4 separate regions of the Mus musculus genome follow, and all the other regions are linked to region 3. Evidence: chromatin contacts called from public promoter capture Hi-C data. All regions are on one chromosome and are shown on one strand. The core of a region is the stretch at or near the end of the contact, and the rest is flanking DNA. Distances in the headings are between cores, read along the strand shown. Region 1 holds the start of Sub1 (SUB1 homolog, transcriptional regulator). Region 2 holds the start of Golph3 (golgi phosphoprotein 3). Region 3 holds the start of Rictor (RPTOR independent companion of MTOR, complex 2). Region 4 holds the start of Drosha (drosha, ribonuclease type III).

The links. Promoter capture Hi-C pulls out the DNA fragments that hold promoters and counts their contacts.
Region 1: a contact with region 3 is called in a promoter capture Hi-C map of pre-B cells, with 4 times the contacts expected there. The contact joins the promoter of Sub1 here to the promoter of Rictor in region 3.
Region 2: a contact with region 3 is called in a promoter capture Hi-C map of pre-B cells, with 8 times the contacts expected there. The contact joins the promoter of Golph3 here to the promoter of Rictor in region 3.
Region 4: a contact with region 3 is called in a promoter capture Hi-C map of pre-B cells, with 4 times the contacts expected there. The contact joins the promoter of Drosha here to the promoter of Rictor in region 3. A contact is called at or near these places in 2 of 39 promoter capture datasets (liver and pre-B cells).

What each region holds. Positions count from the first base shown.
Region 1 is chr15:11,994,626-11,999,034 of GRCm38.p6, forward strand. Sub1 (SUB1 homolog, transcriptional regulator) reads right to left here and starts at 1,382. Exons shown (of 5, transcript NM_011294.3): 1 at 1,326-1,382.
Region 2 is chr15:12,319,592-12,324,357 of GRCm38.p6, forward strand. It overlaps Golph3 (golgi phosphoprotein 3), which reads left to right and starts at 1,905. Exons shown (of 4, transcript NM_025673.2): 1 at 1,905-2,365. The coding sequence starts at 2,141. It overlaps Gm52210 (a long non-coding RNA gene), which reads right to left and starts at 987. Exons shown (of 2, transcript XR_003951630.1): 1 at 310-987; 2 at 1-142.
Region 3 is chr15:6,705,954-6,710,202 of GRCm38.p6, forward strand. Rictor (RPTOR independent companion of MTOR, complex 2) reads left to right here and starts at 2,428. Exons shown (of 38, transcript NM_030168.3): 1 at 2,428-2,498; 2 at 2,680-2,727. The coding sequence starts at 2,450.
Region 4 is chr15:12,822,520-12,827,225 of GRCm38.p6, forward strand. Drosha (drosha, ribonuclease type III) reads left to right here and starts at 2,296. Exons shown (of 35, transcript NM_026799.3): 1 at 2,296-2,419; 2 at 3,546-3,648. 6030458C11Rik (RIKEN cDNA 6030458C11 gene) reads right to left here and starts at 2,138. Exons shown (of 9, transcript NM_029998.3): 1 at 1,948-2,138; 2 at 1,042-1,187. The coding sequence starts at 2,028.

The sequences.
Region 1 (4,409 bases), core at 132-2,631, 5.3 Mb after region 3:
CCAAACTATCTTCTGCTCTCTCCATCTAAATAAACTTACTAACTTCTACATGGCTTAAAGGTCCTAAAAAACACAAGATTCTGTAAATGCTCAAGAAAGATACATCAATTCCTACCTCCTACATCAAAAAAATTATAACCCAGCTCTCTAAAGACCAAACTGGCATTCAATGTGCAAAATAGGAGGTCAAGGCAAAAGTGAGCTACCCAAATCCTGCCCACGACTCTACACAACTGGCCAGTCCGTTAGAGGTAATACCTAAACTCAGGAGGGAGAAGGCTCCTAACCAGTCCCTTCGCTTTTCCTCTTACTGCTCCATTTCACAACCCGACCTCCAAAATCAAGTTTCCCAAGCTAGCTCGGTCACACAACTACACAAAGCCTGTTTTTTGAGAGGGAATTGCACATAAACAAATCTTTCGCTTGCAAACAGCCAGCCATATCTATCTCCCATTACGAAAAGCTGTCTGGGGAACTAAAATTACTTCAAAGAACCACGTCATTATCTAACCTAAATCTACCCAATAAGAAAACAATGTTTGTTACTGGGAACTAAAGCCAGCCCCGTTCCCTACACTTGGACTTTTAACTTTAATGAGGCTTTACTGGGGTGGTTTCTTGGAGGCCGGGGGGCGGGGGGCTTCGTAATTCGAGCAAAAGGTAACTAAAAGGGGTGACCGTAGTTTATAGACCGACCAGTCGGTGCCCGGGGCTGGGGAATACTGAAAACATCCCAGAGTGCGAGGCTCTCGAGGGCGAGCCGGCGCGTGGCACCGTGGGGGTCGCGGCCAGGAAGCTCCCGAAAGCCCCGAGGCGAGGGCTGGGGCTACTGCCGGCCTCAGGAAGGGGGCGTGGGGCGTCGAGAGCGTGCACAAGAGGAGGGCCTTGCGCCAGCGCCATTTTCTCCTCGCCCCGGAGCCCAGCCATGTTTGCCGAGCGCGCCCCCCGCCCCTCGACCCCGCGGGGCCAGCGTCCCCCGAGGGTGGGGAAGGGATGGCTTCCCGAGCACGGTGGTCCGGACAGGGGTGGGCGAGCGCAGCCTCAGGGCAGACCGCTAGCGCCTCCGCCCGGAGCCCCATCACCCAGTCCGAGGGGCGCGCGGCCATCACCCGCCGTTCGCCTGCCTGCCCGCGCCCACCGCCTCGGCTCGGCTCCCCAGAGCGGCCGCCACACGAGGCCCCGCGGGGACGCGGGCAAGAGCGGAGGCCCTTCCCCCGAGCTGCCGTTTTTCTCCCCACCGGCAAGGAGAGCGAAGGGGGCCGCGGTAGCCTGGGGTCGGCCTGGCCGCAGCCCCGAGGAATGGGCCCGGGGTCCCACGCACTCACGCTCCGCTCCGGCCGACCAAAAACCTCTGCCTCGCTCGCTCGCCTACTCCGGACTGACAGAGAGCCGGAAATGACGGCAGCTTAGAGGCCCTGGCTCCGCCCAATGGCACGAAGGCCACGTGAAGGGGGCGTGGCCTCGCCGCCCAACCGCCAGCCGGCCCTTTCCAGGGCCTTAAAGGGGCCGCCACAGATACTGAAGTAAATGCTCCTGAAAGAGGGAGATGGCACCACAGTGAGATGCCACGCAGCTTGGGCCTGATCTGAAGGAGAATGAGATGTCAATGAAACATAAATGACAAGATCCACGGAGCTTTGCGCTTGCAAATAGCTTGTATATGGTACCGCTCTATAAATGCTGTACTGAAATGATGGGAGCTACTCTGAGAAAAAACAATGTGCTGACCCACTTGCCTACAGATGATTTTCCGTTTCTACCTTTAAGATCTGACTCATGCTGCTAAAATCCAAAGGAAGCAAGCCTGCGAGGCGCACTATTTAATTCAGAAAGTCAAAGAAATCTTACAAATGTCCTTAGCCACGAAACCTTTATTCTTAAAATGGAGTTCTGGGGCTCCAAAGTAATTGTGGTTTGAATATAAAATCTCCCTGTGGGCTCATTCATTGGGGATCTGGTTTTCAACTGATGACCTTTTCAGAAGAGCCTGGATCCTGAGAGCTGTGCCTTAATCAGTGAATTAATGCTCTGATAGTCATAATATGACAGCATTATTACGAGGTGGTGAAAAGTAAGGATGTGTCCTTTGGGGGCTACATTTTTCCCTGGCCCCTTTTGTGTTCCCTTTCCGCAGCATCCTCCTCTGCAGGTTACCATGGACTTGGTGTTCCGCCTCACTACCAGCCTAGAATACAGGAGCTAAGTACTGGAGACAGAAACCGGGAGGCATACTGAATCGCCATACCTTTGTCTAAACACGGATCCAAAGTCTCGCGGAGGAAATCCACTCCACCATCACAAATAACCACAAGCAGGTGGCTTAGAATGTGTACTGGATGGTTTCCTCCTGTAGCCAACAACAAACAGAGTTCTGTTCATCACAAAGGTTTACATACAGCATTTGACAGATAGTGATCATCCTAACAGGTTCAAGAGTTGAAATGATCGTTGTCTTCACATTTAACAGCTGCAAAAATTAATAAGTGATTCAAACCTTGTATTGAATGGAACTACTACCTACTAAGGGTAGTAGGGAAGTGCCCCAGCGCATCCCTACTGAATGCGGGAGTCCAACTAGAGCAACACCGTCATCAAAATAAAGTGAGAGAGGAGTCTTTGTGTATGAAGCTCTAAACAAGGGTGTACTGGCTAGTTTTGTGTCAACTTGACACAGCTGGAGTTATCACAGAGAAAGGAGCTTCAGTTGAGGAAATGCCTCCATGAGATCCAACTGTAAGGCATTTTCTCAATTAGTGATCAAGGGGGAAAGGCCCCTTGTGGGTGGGACAATCTCTGGACTGGTAGTCTTGGTTCTATAAGAGAGTAGGCTGAGCAAGCCAGGAGATGCAAGCCAGTAAAGAACATCCCTCCATGGCCTCTGCATCAGCTCCTGCTTCCTGGCCTGCTTGAGTTCCAGCCCTGACTTCCTTTGGTGATGAACAGCAGCAAGGAAGTGTAAGCCGAATAAACCCTTTCCTCCCCAACTTGCTTCTTGGTCATGATGCTTGTGCAGAAATAGAAACCCTGACTAAGACAAATTGGTACCAGCATAGTGGGGTATTCCTGTGACAGCCTGACCATGTTTTGGGGAGGACTTTGGAACTTTGGGCCAGAAGATCCATTCGCTGTTAAGAACTCTGTGAGATGTTGTGTAGGAGCTTGGAAGATAATGTTGAGAACAGTGCAGAAGATGGAGGCCTGGCTTGTGAAATTTCAGAGGGAAAATTAAAGACTCTTTTCAGGGCCATTGCTAGTTTGATTGTGAAGGTTCAGTGGTTCTGGTTAGCTGGGGCTGAAGAATCAGCTGTGATTAACAAAATACCAGAACCACTAGAGTGAAACCTTTGCATTACTGGGACAATTGATGCTGGTTAGCTGGAGCTAAGAAATTAGCGGTGATTAAGAAGAGACCAGCATCAATGATTTGACATCTTCTGGGAAGTGGTTTGTTTTGTTTTGGTTTGGTTTTTTGGTTTTTTTTTGTTTTTGTTTTTTTTTTTTTTTTGTTTTTTTTGTTTTTTTTTTTTTTTTTGAGAGCACAGAGGCTGTGTTCCAGAGATAGCCAATGTTGTACCTTGTGCTGTGGCTGGACTTGGTAATGTGTAAGAGTCACCCAGGTGGTACTGGTTTTGAAGGCATGAGGGGTCACGAAGAGCAGCTGAGGCTCGGCACTGTGAGAGGCCATGGAAGGCCATTGGTGAAGGTGCAGCCTCAGTTGCAATTGATGGCCCAGGACTGAAGGGGTCATGCAGTGTTTTGGAGATGCCAGTACCATGAGATGACCACCAAGAGCAGCAGCAGTGGTGGTCAGGCATCTGGAGCCTAGAGGATGACACGTGTGCTACAAAGGGCATGGCTGGAGAAGTGACCCAAGCCCTTGGAGGAGCCCAGAAGATCATGAGTTGGATCCCAGACATTGGATGGTTGTAGAACTGTGCCCTGATATTTTTCTCTCTTGAAGGAAGTTTTTTTTTAGTGAAGCCCACAGTTAAGAGACTTTTAATTGTAAAGACTTTGGATTTTAAGAGAGATTGAAATTTTAAGAATTTGTAAAGACTGTGGGACTTTTAAAGTTATTTAGATCTTGGGGATGAATAAGAATGTAAGTGTTGAGGCTTACTAGTGATGTGTTTGTGTGTCAAGTTGACAAGGGGTCAATTGTACTGGCTAGTTTTGTGTCAAGTTGACACAGCTGGAGTTATCACAGAGAAAGGAGCTTCAGTTGAGGAAATGCCTCCATGAGATCCAACTGTAAGGCATTTTCTCAATTAGTGATCAAGGGGGAAAGGCCCCTTGTGGGTCTTTCTGGACTGGTAGTCTTGGTTCTGTAAGACAACAGGCTGAGCAAGCCAGTAAAGAACATCCCTCCATGGCCTCTGCATCAGCTCCTGCTTTCTGACCTGCTTAAG
Region 2 (4,766 bases), core at 655-3,154, 5.6 Mb after region 3:
GATGTCTACCGCTGGAAGTTTAAGCCACATTCAAGGTGAAGGTGATGAGGATTCACATTTAAAACAACTGCAGCTGGGTGCTGCTGGTGCTCGCCTTTAGTCCCAGCTTGTGGCAGAGGCAGGATAAACCCTGTTTCCAAAACTAAAAAACAAACAAACAAAAAGCCCTCAAAACCAAAGCAAATAACAAATTGTGATCATTCCTTAGGTACTGCTCCTATCTCATCTATCTATCTATCTATCTATCTATCTATCTATCTATCTATCTATCTATCTATCTAGTGTGTGTTTTATGTCTGCTGTTCTTACCTGTTCATGAACTTGTAGAGGCCAGACGTTGACCTCAGGCATCCTCTTTAACTGTTTCACAGGCTTCCAGGATCTGTCTTTCTTAGCTTCCTAAGGCTGCTATTACAGGAATGTACTTGGTGCTCATGAGTGCTGGGATTTGAACTTTGGTCCTCACGCTAGCTCAGCAAGCTGTTGACCCACTGAGCCATTCGCTGGGCCCTCACACTGTTTCTGAGGCAAGGCTTCTTATTGGGACCTAGGCACTTACCCATTTGCTTGCCCATGTGGCGAGGCTCACTGGCAAGGAAGCCTCCAGGAATCTGCCTCTGCCTCCCAGATGCCAGTTTCTAATTTGTCCTCAAGTACTGTGCCCACTGACTACCTCCCCAACGAAGCTTCACATCTTACCCCATTTAAAAAAAAAAAAAAATCTCCGCAGGGACAGGAGCAACTAGCCGAACAGGCAGAGCCTGTACGCACAGCTTTGTGCTTTTTGGATTTAACCTTCTGAGTTAAATAACCATTTAATTTACAAAGGACATTTAAAGTCAGTTGGCAAAGAATGACCAGAAAGGTGAAGGAACAAAAAGGTGACGTGAATGGGAGAAACTGGCTGAGGACACATTTTTTTTTTTTTTTTTTTTTCAGGAAAAAGGGAAGGTAGCTTGGGGCTGTGGGTGGGAGGACCTACTGGGACTTACTGTCCCCGTAGGAGTTGAGACAACGTATTTGGGCGCGGGGAATATTCTGTCTAAACCTGGCTTACTCACTGCGTATGGTTACTGTTTATTTTAAATAATACTGGACAGACCTACGATACCGTTTTTGGATAATGTTTTCTCATAAGACCCGCCCTTCTACTTCTCCAAACCCTTCTCAGGTTTGGCAGTTTTTCCTTTAACTTGATTTGCACAAACTGCCAAAGGGATTGAACCTAGTAATTACATCGAAAATAGATTTAGGGCTACAAAGACGTGGCATGAAACTCAAGAGGTTTACTGTCGCTATAAAAGAATCCTAAGGTCGGCTGTCCTAACAGTACAGTGCGCCCTGACCACTTTACAGCCGCAGTCGGAGGTAGGAAAGTTTTACAAACACAATTCGTCAATTTGTTTAACCTCTCTACGCCAGAGCACAGTACATGAACAGCTTTAAACGCCCGAGTGTAGATGACTCCTTTTGAAACTCGGGAGTTTCACAGGCGAAGAGCCAAGTCCTCCCCGTAGGTAGTGAGGACCCGGGCTATAGTGGCTGATCCCCAGGGATGCTGAGGTCTCAGTGGGGTCCGCCCTAGCCTGGCCTCGGCTTCTGGGATCCAGGAGAGATCTCACTGGTCGCTGGCGCCAGGCCGGACCTTTAGAGTGAACTGAGAGGCGGATGAAAGCCGGGCAGGTCACCGATCGCAAACCTTTCGTCTCCAGACTCAGGGCCACTAGCGAGTCCAGAAGCTCAAGTGTCCGCCGAAGTGGGAGGCGGCTAGCCACGCCCCCCGCTCGCGCCGCTTCCGGCACCCCGGCCCCGCCCCGCGCCGGCGCTGCCACATCCTCCGGTGACGTCAGCGCGCGCCGCCATATTGGGAAGCGCCACCGCCGCCGCCGCCTCCGCTCGGGCTCCTGGGCTGTGTGGGGGGCCACAGCCGCGGGCTGAAGGCTCCCTTGTGTACCCCATCGACGCCCGGCCCGCCGGCTTCGCCCAGCTCCGGCTCCTCATGACCGCCTTCGGCCCCGCAGCCCACGGACATCGCCCCAGCTCCAAGAATTAACACGGAAGCTCCCGGGGCCGGGGCCGTGAGGGAGAGCCGGCCGGTCCCGCGTCCCTGTCGGTCCGGCGCGGCTCTTGTGCGGGAGCCATGACCTCGCTGACCCAGCGGAGCTCGGGCCTGGTGCAGCGGCGCACCGAGGCCTCCCGGAACGCTGCCGACAAGGAGCGGGCGGCGGGAGGCGGCGGCGGCAGCGGCGAGGACGAGGCGCAGAGCCGCCGCGACGAGCAGGACGACGACGACAAGGGCGACTCCAAGGAAACGCGGCTGACCCTGATGGAGGAGGTGCTCCTGCTGGGCCTCAAGGACCGAGAGGTGCGGGCGCCGCGGCCCCGGCCGGGGTGGCAGCCGGGGTGGCAGCGGGACCCGGGTGGCTCCAGGTGGGGCCCGGGTGGGCGCTGGCCGAGGCCTCACCTGTCCCTGCTTCCGGAGCCCCGCGCCCCTGAGCGCCCTCTCGTCCCAAGGAGTGTGGGAGTCAGCCCTCTCCGGCTGCGCTCCGAGTGCTCCCGATCCTCCCGGTACCAAGTGCTCGCTTGGGTTTTCCCGTCCTCTGCTCACAAGCACTCTTAGTTCCGAAGTCTTGGCGATCTTTGCGTTTCTTCTTCTTCGCCGTCTGCCGCAAATAATGGCAACTCCAACCCAAGACTGTTGAGATCTAAAGACTCGGGGCTACCGCGGCTCCCAAGTATTGAGTTTTTGCAGGTTTTAAGACCCGGGAGAGGTTCGCGGATCTACTTGCTGTCGGCCCTCTTTCTTATGTAAAACTTGAGTTGCGGCGCGCGGTTAAGAAATTAGCAAAGTTGTTTTTACTGGGTATTGTTTTAAAAAGTCAATACTAAGTTGATATAAAACCTAGGAAGTTACTTTTTGGATGAACTTGGTTTGAGCGAGCGATGAGTTAGTTTTGCGGTTAGATCTGCTGTCGTCCTTTCCGTTTTGCCATTTTAAGGGAGGGCTTGTGAAGAGCTGGGAGGAATACCAAGTTTGCGCTTTGATGAAAGACTGCAAAGATTTAGGTAGGCTTAAGTTGTGTTCTGACGTTTGGAAAGGTCACCCCAGATATTTAGGAATTTCACACATATAAGTTGAAAAAGTGCAAGTGTCCGTCTTTTAAATGTCTGGATTCTGTAGTTAATGTTTGATTGATTTTATTAATACCCATCCATCTCTAAAGATGATTATTTTTAAGGGCAGACTTGCAGGATTGGATGTTTCATAAATCATGTATGATGAGGTGGCCCGGAAGTTTGTTTCGTTTCAGTGTGGAAACTCTAGACAACACATTTTGAGAGTCAGACAGAAAGGTATTGGATCTTGTTTTTAAATACGTTTTCAGAATTCAGGAAGGAGGACAAGAAACAAACCAGAACAAAACTCAGTTCATCCTATAAAACAGTTTTTTAGTTCCTCAGACTTAGCAGCGGTAGAGAGCTGAGTTTTTCCAGGGACTGTTTGTGGTTCCCGGATATTAGATACTACCCAGGGAAGTGCTTCTTGATGCCTTAATACCATTCAGCTTGAAGACACTTAATGGCCCTCAGGCTGTGAAAGGGGCACAGTACCTGTTTAATTACAGTTATTATGAGGAATGCGGTGGTGTGTGTTTCATTTTTAGTTGTGGAGTGAAAAGCTAGATGTTAGTGTGTGGCAATGCGATTTTAGAGAGCATTCACTTAGGAAGTAATTAGATTTTGAAAGCAGGCTTCTTGTAATACACATTTATCTTTCCTTCCCTCCTTCCCTACTTTGGAACAAAACAGATTATGAGACATTTCTAGGAAGTACAAGAAAAACAAAATGAAGGTTACATTCCTGGGTCAGCATTTTGGTTCTGTATGCTAGAACTCGGTAAAGCTACAACGGAACAAAAAAAATTATTTTTGGTATTGTCACATTGAGAAACAATGGTGGAAAAATACCTTTTACTTTAGAAGCCTTACTCTGAATTTTTAATATAAAGCTGTTACCAGTTATTTTTCTGTGATTGGTTCCCGTGAAGATAATCTGAAGAATTTTTTGAATTTAATGCTACTACAACATTCAACTAGTTTTGTTTTGTTTTGTTTTTTAAACAATGGAAGTTCTTTGATGGCAGGTAACTGAGACCATCTGTTGTGGTTGTTTTGTATAAGTATACTTCATAAGTCATGGCCAAGGTTCAGCCAGGCACTAATTTGTAGCATGTGGGGGTGGGCACTTGTTTTTAAAAAAATGTAGGTACATATTTTTTCTTTCATCAAGTGTGTACACAGTAGTGACTAGTCCTATAAACCTATCACCCAGTCTATTTGGGGGATGGTCCCCTTGTCTTTTTTTTTTTTTTTTTTTTTTAAAAGACAAAGTCTTGGTTTCCTGGCTCTGTTTCCGTAGCCACTTAAGCTTTGTTCAATTTGTTATTAACTTAGGTTCTAGGGATTGGGAATATACAGCTCGGTTGATAGAGTGCTTTGGATGAAGTTCTGAATTTGATTCCTTCCTCTGCACAGACTGGGCTTGGAAGCCCATCATGCCTATACTTCCACTTGGGAGGCAAGCCTATCAGAAGTTCAGGGTCACCTTCACCTACATAGAAAGTCAGAGGCCAGCCTGGGCTACATGAGAAGCCATTGGCTTCAGATTATTTACATGGAGTTTTGTTTAAAGTCTTTGTTAGGTCTCAAACTCAGGAAGTATAGCTGCTAGCCAAGGTGCCTATCAGAGCAGACACTGGCTACCT
Region 3 (4,249 bases), core at 1,178-3,677:
TTAATAAGTATCTTGTGTTCTGGGGCCAATTATGATTGACATCATTTAAAACTCAAGCATAACTTTGCATACTGTACAATGTTTATTATGTCTAAAGTCCTCATCCCTAGATGAGTGTCTTTTGTTCTTTTGGTCAGAAAGCCACCCACTTTAAGAGCAAATGTGGAGAACCCAATTCCCTGAAATAGAAACGGAAGAAAACAAACAATGATGGCTAGATTGAAAATGATGTGTGTTTTCCCCCTCCTGGAAGAGATGGAATAAATAAATAGTGGTCTTCAAATAAGGACACACAGTTATGAAGATGAAAGACTCGCAAGTTCCTCTACTAACTTAAAGTCAGTCAATTGTACTCACTTTAAAGAAAGCCTGGAACTTAAAGGAACTTACATCAGGCTAGGAAATGACTTAAAACAGGCGAGGATGGACATTAGCACCAGAAGGACCATTTGACAATCTGCTAGCATTTTATGGACAGATTTCTACTAATTTATTTTGTTTTTAGTGATTGTGATGTGTGGAGGGATGAAAGATAAACTTTTTCATGTTCTGGCCAGACCTCCAGCTTTGTGGTCTTCATCTAAGGCAGGAAATAGAATAAATAACTTCCATAGAGACTTGGAAGCTATATAAAAAGGAAGCAATTTTGTTGTTTATCAAGGCTTGTGCTGATAGTGTCAGGGAATATTTCTTTAAAGCACTGTAATTGTGTTAGATCCTTAAAGCTAAGTGCAACAGGGCAGCAGATGCCAGAATGCAGACTTCATCCTGAGATATGGGGTAGTACCCCAAGAGAGCAGCAATTCAAGTTTATTTTCCTGGTGTTTCTTTATTTTTCTTTTAAAAACTTTTGTTGCTTCTACAACTGTCATAGATCGACTATTGGTTAAAAGTCCAACCACAACTATTGGTTGTAGGTGACCAAGCAAGAAGAAAATATGCAGGCATGATCCCACAATTGAAAGGGGAATAGTAGTTTACATTCAGATACACATCTTGGATTTTTTTCCTTATATAATGCTTGTAAAAGTATTTTATAATGAACCATTTGAATTTTATATGTATTTCAAGCATTTATGAGTAAAGGAAATCTGTAATTGCTTACTTAATACCACTCTGTTAATATACTGGATCAACAAAGTCATTTTAAATTACATTTGCATAATTTCTACCTTTGGGCTTTCAAGTCTACAATTGCTCACTATTATTAACACGGAGAGTCTTTCTAATATTTTTTTATTTTTCTTTTTGATTTTAGAGAGGTTTTGGTTTGCTTTTTTTTTTTTTTTTTTAGTGAGAACATTATTATTATTTAGAACATTATTAGAACAAAAGGAGCTGAAGGTTTACACTAACAGATACTCGTTTTTGACGTCTGTACTAAAAACTAAGTGGTTAAGGCAAGATCTCCACTTTGGACTTTTAAGTCTGGAAGAGAGAGGTGAGGAATAGGAGGAGACAAAATATCCTCTCATTAAAGTAATCTAGCTTAAGAGAGTTGCTGGGTTAAGGGCCAAATGAGTGCGTACTAACCCGCTTCTAGAAACCCGTAAACTAATCCTTGTGACTAGTCCGCATTAAAAACATCGATCCTCGACATCGGCATCAGCCAGTGATGTAGGAGTAACAGAAAGCCAGGACGAGGCGCCCAGCCTCCTCCCCGGGCTCCGGGAGAGGAAACCCTGTCCCGGGCCTCCAGGCGCTGGCGCGCGCCGGGGAAAGAGTCCCGCGCTCGGGCGAGCGCCCTGCACGCCCGCTTTCTGCACTCCTTGCACGTCGGATGCCCGGCGGACCGAAAGCAAACCTCCGCCCTGCCGCCCAGCTCTCGGCGGCGGCGGCGAGCGGCTTTGCCTGTGATCAAGCGCGAAGCCGCTTAGCTCAATGGTCAGAGCGTGGGTGGAAAACAAACTTTGTTACGTGTTCACTCGGGGCGCCGCGGTTCTGGGAAAAGGATCAAAGCGACATTCCTAACTGTGCGCCGCGCGCCTTTTTCCCGGACCCCACCCTCTCTTTTAATAATAATAATAAAAATAATGGTAACAATTTTAGCCGATGAGTAAGGAAACGGGCTTTAAAGCCACGCGGGGAGTGCGGCGGGGCGGGCCAGCAGGTGGCCCGCCCGCATCCCGACCTCCGCCGCGCGCGCGCCCAGAGTCCCGGGCCACATCAATGGGCGCCCCCCCCCCCCGTGGGAACTGCGCCTCCCACCACGCCTGCGCCCCGACGCCCTGCCCGTGTCCCCCCGCCGGGGGTCGCATCCCACCGCCCAATGCGGGTCGGCACAGGCGGCGGCGCGTTGCTCGGCGCCCGCGGGCGAGCCTCCGTGCCGAGGGGCGGGGGCGCTGCCGCGGGAGGGGGGCGGAGGGGGCGGGAACGGCGCGCGGGGAGGGGAAGGGGGTTCTCGCGCGATCGGGCGAGGTTTCCGGTGTTGTGACTGAAACCCGTCAATATGGCGGCGATCGGCCGCGGCCGCTCTCTGAAGAACCTCCGAATACGAGGTAAGCCCGCTCGCCGCCCTCGCTCGCCTCACCCGGTGCGGGTCACGGGTCGCGGCGCTCGGCTTTGCTCCGGGCCTGGGGATGGGGTGGGGTGAGGTTGGACGGGGAAGACGAGCGGGGCGTCGGGCGCCGCCGGCCTGCGATGGATTCTAACTGGGGTTGTGTGTCTTGTCTCGCACAGGGCGGAATGACAGCGGCGAGGAGAACGTCCCGCTCGATCTGACCCGAGGTAACGCGGGCCGCCGCGGCCGCCGGGGAGGCGCGGGCAGCCGGGCGGGCGGGCTGGCAGGCGAGCCGCGCGGGGCAGCGAGGGGCCGAGCCCGCGCCCATCCCCCTGCCCCGCGCCCGGGTGGCCCGGGTTGCCCGGGGGGCTGAGCCCGCTCCGGGGCCTCGGGCGGCTGCGGAGCTCCCCGGCCGGCTCGGTCGCGTGTGTGTCCCCCCTCCGTCCGCTCCCGGGTCCCCCCACCTCCGGATCCCGGGGGCGGCCTTGGACGGGGTGGGTGGGGGAGCAAGGTAGAGGTTGTTATTTAGGTTGCTGGAGGATGTTTGTGGGAAGAGCGACCACATCCTGCCCTCCCCGTTCCCCCCAAGAGCAGATGCTGGACCCTGCCGGCTTCTTGCTCACTGCGGGACTGCTCTTCCCTGCCCGTGGGATCCTCTTGGGTGGGGTGGGGGGGGTCCCCGCAGCTTTTTGAGAACCCGGAGAGCCCGTGATGACTGCTAAGTGTCTGGTTCACGCCGCAGCTCCCTGCTGCTCGCTTCCCGTCTCCCGGGCCCGCTGGGGCTGTAGTTGGCTGGAGACCGCCCGCCCCCTCACTCGGCCGCCGCTTCATTGTGTACCTTGTGGCTGCAGTGGAGGAGAGCTGGGTTTGTTTACACCTTTCCCAGCAGGGCGAGCCCCGCGTGTGTTTTGTTTTTAAGAACCGCACCCGGCGAACGATCGGTATTTTCTTGCTTCGGTCACCGGCCCCCGGGCTGGTGTTTCATCTCCCAGTATCTCGCCGAAGCATCAGTCCGTTCTCTGCCTCCTTAAACAGGAGTTGGGTCTACAGATTCCGGACGGTCCGACTCCACAGCGCTGGAGTGGAGTGTAACTTAACTAGTTCTGCTGTTACGGAATCACTTTTTGAGATCCGTGAAACACCTTAGGACGTTAAAACAAGACAAGAACAGTCGTAAACATTGTATATACGACATGAATTTGGTTCCCCCACCCACCCTGTATGTAGTGACCGTCGTATAAAGTTATTTGGTGGATGTGGGATTTGGGGGACCCATCTCTGTATTGACTGCGTAATTCAGTTCTGTTTCGGTTTTTGTATTGTAAGAATCCTTCTGTGTAGACTGAAAGACTAGTTTTGATTTAGTTTCATGAACACGTGTTTGTTGTTTAGCATTTGGTTCTGATAGTTTAGGAAGCTGTTTTGAGTAAAGGAGCCCTTTCAAAGGGGAACCTCTTTAAAGATCCAGTGCAGTGGTGTGTCAGTCCTAGAGATGGCGACTACATCAGTGATCTGGAACACTCTTACCATTAACCAGCTTTCAGAAACACTATAGAAAAAAGGTCAAGCTTTAGTTGTTTTTTTTTTTCAAATTTGTAAACTTAATATATACCTGAAAAATGTATACAAAGTAGGTTTTCCAGACAGCGGTTCTGAGTATCATAATTCAGACCTGAGATTTTGCATCGTGCTTTTCTAACCATGTAGTTCGCCACTGATTTAATTGGTAACGGAGAAACTGTGTGAAGA
Region 4 (4,706 bases), core at 1,046-3,545, 6.1 Mb after region 3:
CGGTGGCACGTGCATACAGTCCCTGCACTGGGAGGAGGAGCAGGAGTTCAAGGTTGGCCTTGGCTATAACAGGTTGATCCCCAACAACTGGGAGGTGGGGTGGGGGTGGGACTGTAGCCTGGCGGTGGAATCTGTTTCCCAACAGGGCAGCTTTGTTGGGCCTCAGTGGGAGAGTGTCTTAGTCAGGGTTTGTGTTCCTCCACAAAATAAAATGGCCAAAAAAACAAGTCGGGGAGGAAAGGGTTTATTCAGCTTACACCTCCACATTGCTCTTCACCTTCACCAAAGGAAGACAGGACTGGAACTCACGCAGGTTCAGGAAGCAGCAGCTGATGCAGAGGCCATGGAGGGATGTTCTTTACTGGCTTGCTTCCCCTGGCTTGCTCAGCCTGCTCTCTTATCGAACCAAGACTACCAGTCCAGAGATGGCACCACCCACAAGGGGCCTTTCCCCCTTGATCACTAATTGAGAAAATGCCTTACAGCTGGATCTCATGGAGGCATTTCCTCAACTGAAGCTCCTTTCTCTGTGATAACTCTAGCCTGTGTCAAGTTGACACACAAAACCCACCAGTACACTAAGATATTAGTTATCAAGGGTAGGAATGTGTGGGGGTTTGAAAAAGAATGGACCCAAAAACTCACAAGTGGTGGTCACAAGGGAGTGGTCTCTATTAATCCAATCAAGATAATCCTCCACAGGCAAGCCCTGCAACCGACTTCTCAGATAATTCTAGACTCTGCCAAGCATCTTGACAACACTTAACCATAAATAGGCTTCAATGTAGCCCTGGCTCTCCTCAAACTGTAATTCTCCTGCCTCAGCGTTCCAAGGGCTGGGATCACAGGGATCAGCCATCGCACCTGATCCCTATTTGGCTCTTTTAGTGGGTAGAAAAAAAAATGTTCTAAATAAAAATTTAAAAGGCAAGCAAACAAACAAAAAATGCAAATGTGAGTGTAGCAAAATCTCTTGTTTATCATCTGCTATATGTTGTATTTCAAATACATAAAATATGACTAAAAAAAAAGTCACATTACCCAAAGAGTGCTTCCTTATCAAACACAGTGTCTGCTGGCATGTTCACAGGGATAAGGAGGTCTGGGTGGGAGTCCAAATGTAAGAAACTTATATTACTGTCAGGAAGATGCTTCGAACCTATGGCCCGGTATATGAAAGGCAGAACCTGTAATACAGACACACACAGTGAGAACTGCACACTGTCAAGTGCAGACAAAACAAGAAACTGCACCAACCTGAAGTGCATCAAGTGGTCAAACATGGGAACATTAAAAAAAAAAAAAAAAAAAAAAAAAAAGCTTTACCATAGATGGTTTCTGATGATAATCTCCAACCACTCACTCTAGCATTAAACTGTGTTCCAGGTACTCTAAGTTTTAGGGCATTTTCTGTCCCTTTAGGATGGTGAAGTGGGACTAGATGACTTTTTCCTCCTACATGCTATACATCCAAGTTTACCAACAAATTAAAAAGCACAGAGTAACCCAAAGTTGGGTTTGTCTCAGAGATCTTCTTTCTTTCCTCCTTTAACTTTCTCCATCAGTAAATAACCCACTTTTCCTGGGGGAAGGGGTGTATCGCAGAGCTTCACTCTTGATCCCTTTTGTTTTATATCCAGAGACCCTCCAGGGGTCCTATAAACAAATCCAGACTTGCTAGGTCGTCTTCCAGAAGTCTACCCACTTTACGACTGCACTGCCATGTTGTACATTAATAAGCGCTGAAGGCTTTCCTCTTCATATGACACGAGCTACGATTATGGTCCCTCAGGTCCTGGCTAACCCTCTCGTTAAACCGTGGGATGATGACGTTGGTGGTGGTGGGGGACAGGCTGCAGCCAGCGTTAGGTGCTGGTCAAGCCTCTGCAGGCTGCTAGGGTTCGAATCCCTCCTGCCAGGGCTCCGTGGCTTGTGTCGCCCGCTCACCTCCTGGTGATCCTCCACCACCCACACCGGGAGCTTGGTGTAGCGCCTGAGTCGCGCGCGGTCGCCTCCGGTGTCACTCATGTCTCCGCGCGTCTCAGGGAGGCCGCGGGACACGCGGGAGAGGAGCCCGGCTGCCCGAAGCCGCGCGCCCCCAAGGCACGATCGCGGCGGAAACGCGCGCTCACCCGGTTGCGCTTCCGGATTGGAGGACGACACGGTGGAAGGGCGAGTGTGAGACCTGTAGACAATGTCGATTGGTCTATACGTCCGTCACTCTCGCTGATCCGCCAATCACGGTGCAAAAGGTGCTGCGACGCGCTCCGGAGAGTTTTCCCTCCCCAGGTCCGGATTTCTCCGGTTTGCCTTTTAATTCCCGGGGCTTCCTGTTCCGGAGGCGTGGGTGGCGCCTCAGCCGTGGAGGGTGTTATAGTAACCAGGCTGGGCTTTGATGGCGGCGACCCCGGGACTCTCTGTAGGTAGACGGGGGGCGCCTGATGGGTTTTCAGAGAACGAGTATCGACCTAAACGATCCTGGGAGTTGGGTCTGGGTGGCTTCGGGGCAGCTCTGCGGCCAGGGGGAAAAGAGCGACCCGGTACAGATCCCGTAGATAGGAAGCCTTTCATCTATTTGCGAAGCGCGAGCCGTGGTCCAGGCGCGGGGCCGCCCGGCTTGCGGGGGGAGGCGAGTCCCGGAGTCCCGTACTTAACCTCGCAGGCTGGCGGGAGATGCAAACCAGCCAACGTGCTCTTCATCCAGCAGGAGGCCGGGCTGCAGGTTGAACCTGGGGAAAGTGCGGGGTTTTCAGTGACTTAAAGGCACACCTTGCAAGTCTTGTGTGTCGTCGGTCCTGGACGAGTAAACTGTTCAGAATCGCGCCCTCGGTTTCCCTGCTTTCAAAGGGCATCCCAAGAATAGGTATTTCCCACTTGCATTAAATTCATTGATTTGAACTTCGCATCCATAGTACAGTGGTACAGTATCTAGCTTTTATTTTTGGAGGGGAGTGTGTGTTGAAACAGGGTTTCTCTGTGTAGCCCTGGCTGTCCTAGAACTCACCGTGTAGACCAGGCTGGCCTCGAACTCAGAAATCCGCCTGCCTCTGCCTCCCAAGTTCTGGGTTTAAAGGCGTGCGCCACCACTGCCAGGGCCTTTGTCTAGCTTCTCTAACGGAGTGTGCCGTTTTCTCACTGTGGAGAGGTGTTAATTCCCTGACTGTTGTCCACCTCTAGCTTCAGTAGAGTCCTTTTTATTCTCCAGGACTCTCTACATCCTTACTTTATTGTATTTATCACATCGCGTTTTTCTTTTTATAGTGTTCGGGACATCGTATTACTGTTGTTATTATATAAACATTTGTATATGGGTTTTGCGATCCTTGAACTCTGCAGGCTTGTGTGCCTTATAATCTTTGAGCCTACAGAGCTTGGGAAAGCGTCTCACGTGTGCTGGCTCAGTAAGTGATGGAATCGGTGAATGTATACCTCCCAGGTGGTTTTGAAAACGCGTATTTGTGGGGAGCGGTGGAAGGGAATTGTAGTGACTTAGAGGCATGCACAATGAGGGAGAGTCAAACTTGCCTGCGGTTTACTGTGTGCAGAGACTGTGAATCCTGCAGGAATGACTGAATGAACCCTTGATTCACGGACATGCCGGAGGAGTTCAACATGGGCACACACGACTGTCACAGACGGCAGATTCTGGTAAGCTCCGTAAAAGAAGTGAGTCTACACTAAGCAGTAGCAATCTAGGAGTGAGCTTGCGTTCCCAAGGGAAGTCAGTTCTTCACAAGAGGTTAGTGGATCGGTAGGAATTCACTGGCCAAGTAAGGGAGAGCAGAAGCAAAGACGTTTCCTGTTAGTGCTTGCTATGCTAACTGACCTGGAAAGTATGGGCTAAGAGGGGCTTTGGAGAAAGAAATCAGGTGATAAGCCTGGGAAAGTTGGGTTCAGGTTCTGTAGGGCCTCCAATGCCAAGCGTGGTGTTTGTACTCAATACTGTGAGTAGCCTGTGGTACCAGCAGTAGCTCTTTGAGTCCCAAGTTTAATCATGAGAGTATTGGATTGAGGAGCAACCATTTATCTTATTATTTGGTAGCTGTTTTTTATTGGGCCTTGGCTGTCCTGGAATTTTAGTTCTGTAGACCAGGCTGCCTGCTTGTTTCTGCCTCTGCAGTGTTGGGATAGCCCAATGTGTGTGTGTGTGTGTGTGTGTGTGTGTGTGTGAGAGAGAGAGAGAGAGAGAGAGAGAGAGAGAAAGCACTTTGTGGAAGTTCATTTGTGTTTACAATGTTCTGTGGGAAGAACTGAGAACAAAGTAAAGAATGAAGAATGGTCACTGTTGGTTAGTCAGGTTGTGGCTGTATTTGAAATTGAATTCAGGTTTCACTGGGATTTTTCTGTGTGTGTGTGTGTGTTGGTTTGATCCTAGCTCTACAGTGAAGGGAAATTTGTCTGTGGAGGATGGAGGACGTCTTTCCTTAAGTCTTTTACTAAACCAGAGACTGGAGGTGGCTGCTTTTGGTCATCTTAGCAATGGATAGTTTTGGGCTAGCACAACTGTCCAGCTAATAAGGACAGCAGGCAGTTTGCTTGGAAAATGGACAATAGCTCAGTATTTTGTGAATACAAATCCTGATTTTGTGAATAGGCTAAAATTACTGATAAGGTAGTTTTATAAATTTTGTAAACAAAAACGCCCCCTCCTCTCATTTTTAGCACTGGCAGTTTTAGAAATGTGTTTAAACCTTTTCTGTCTTGTA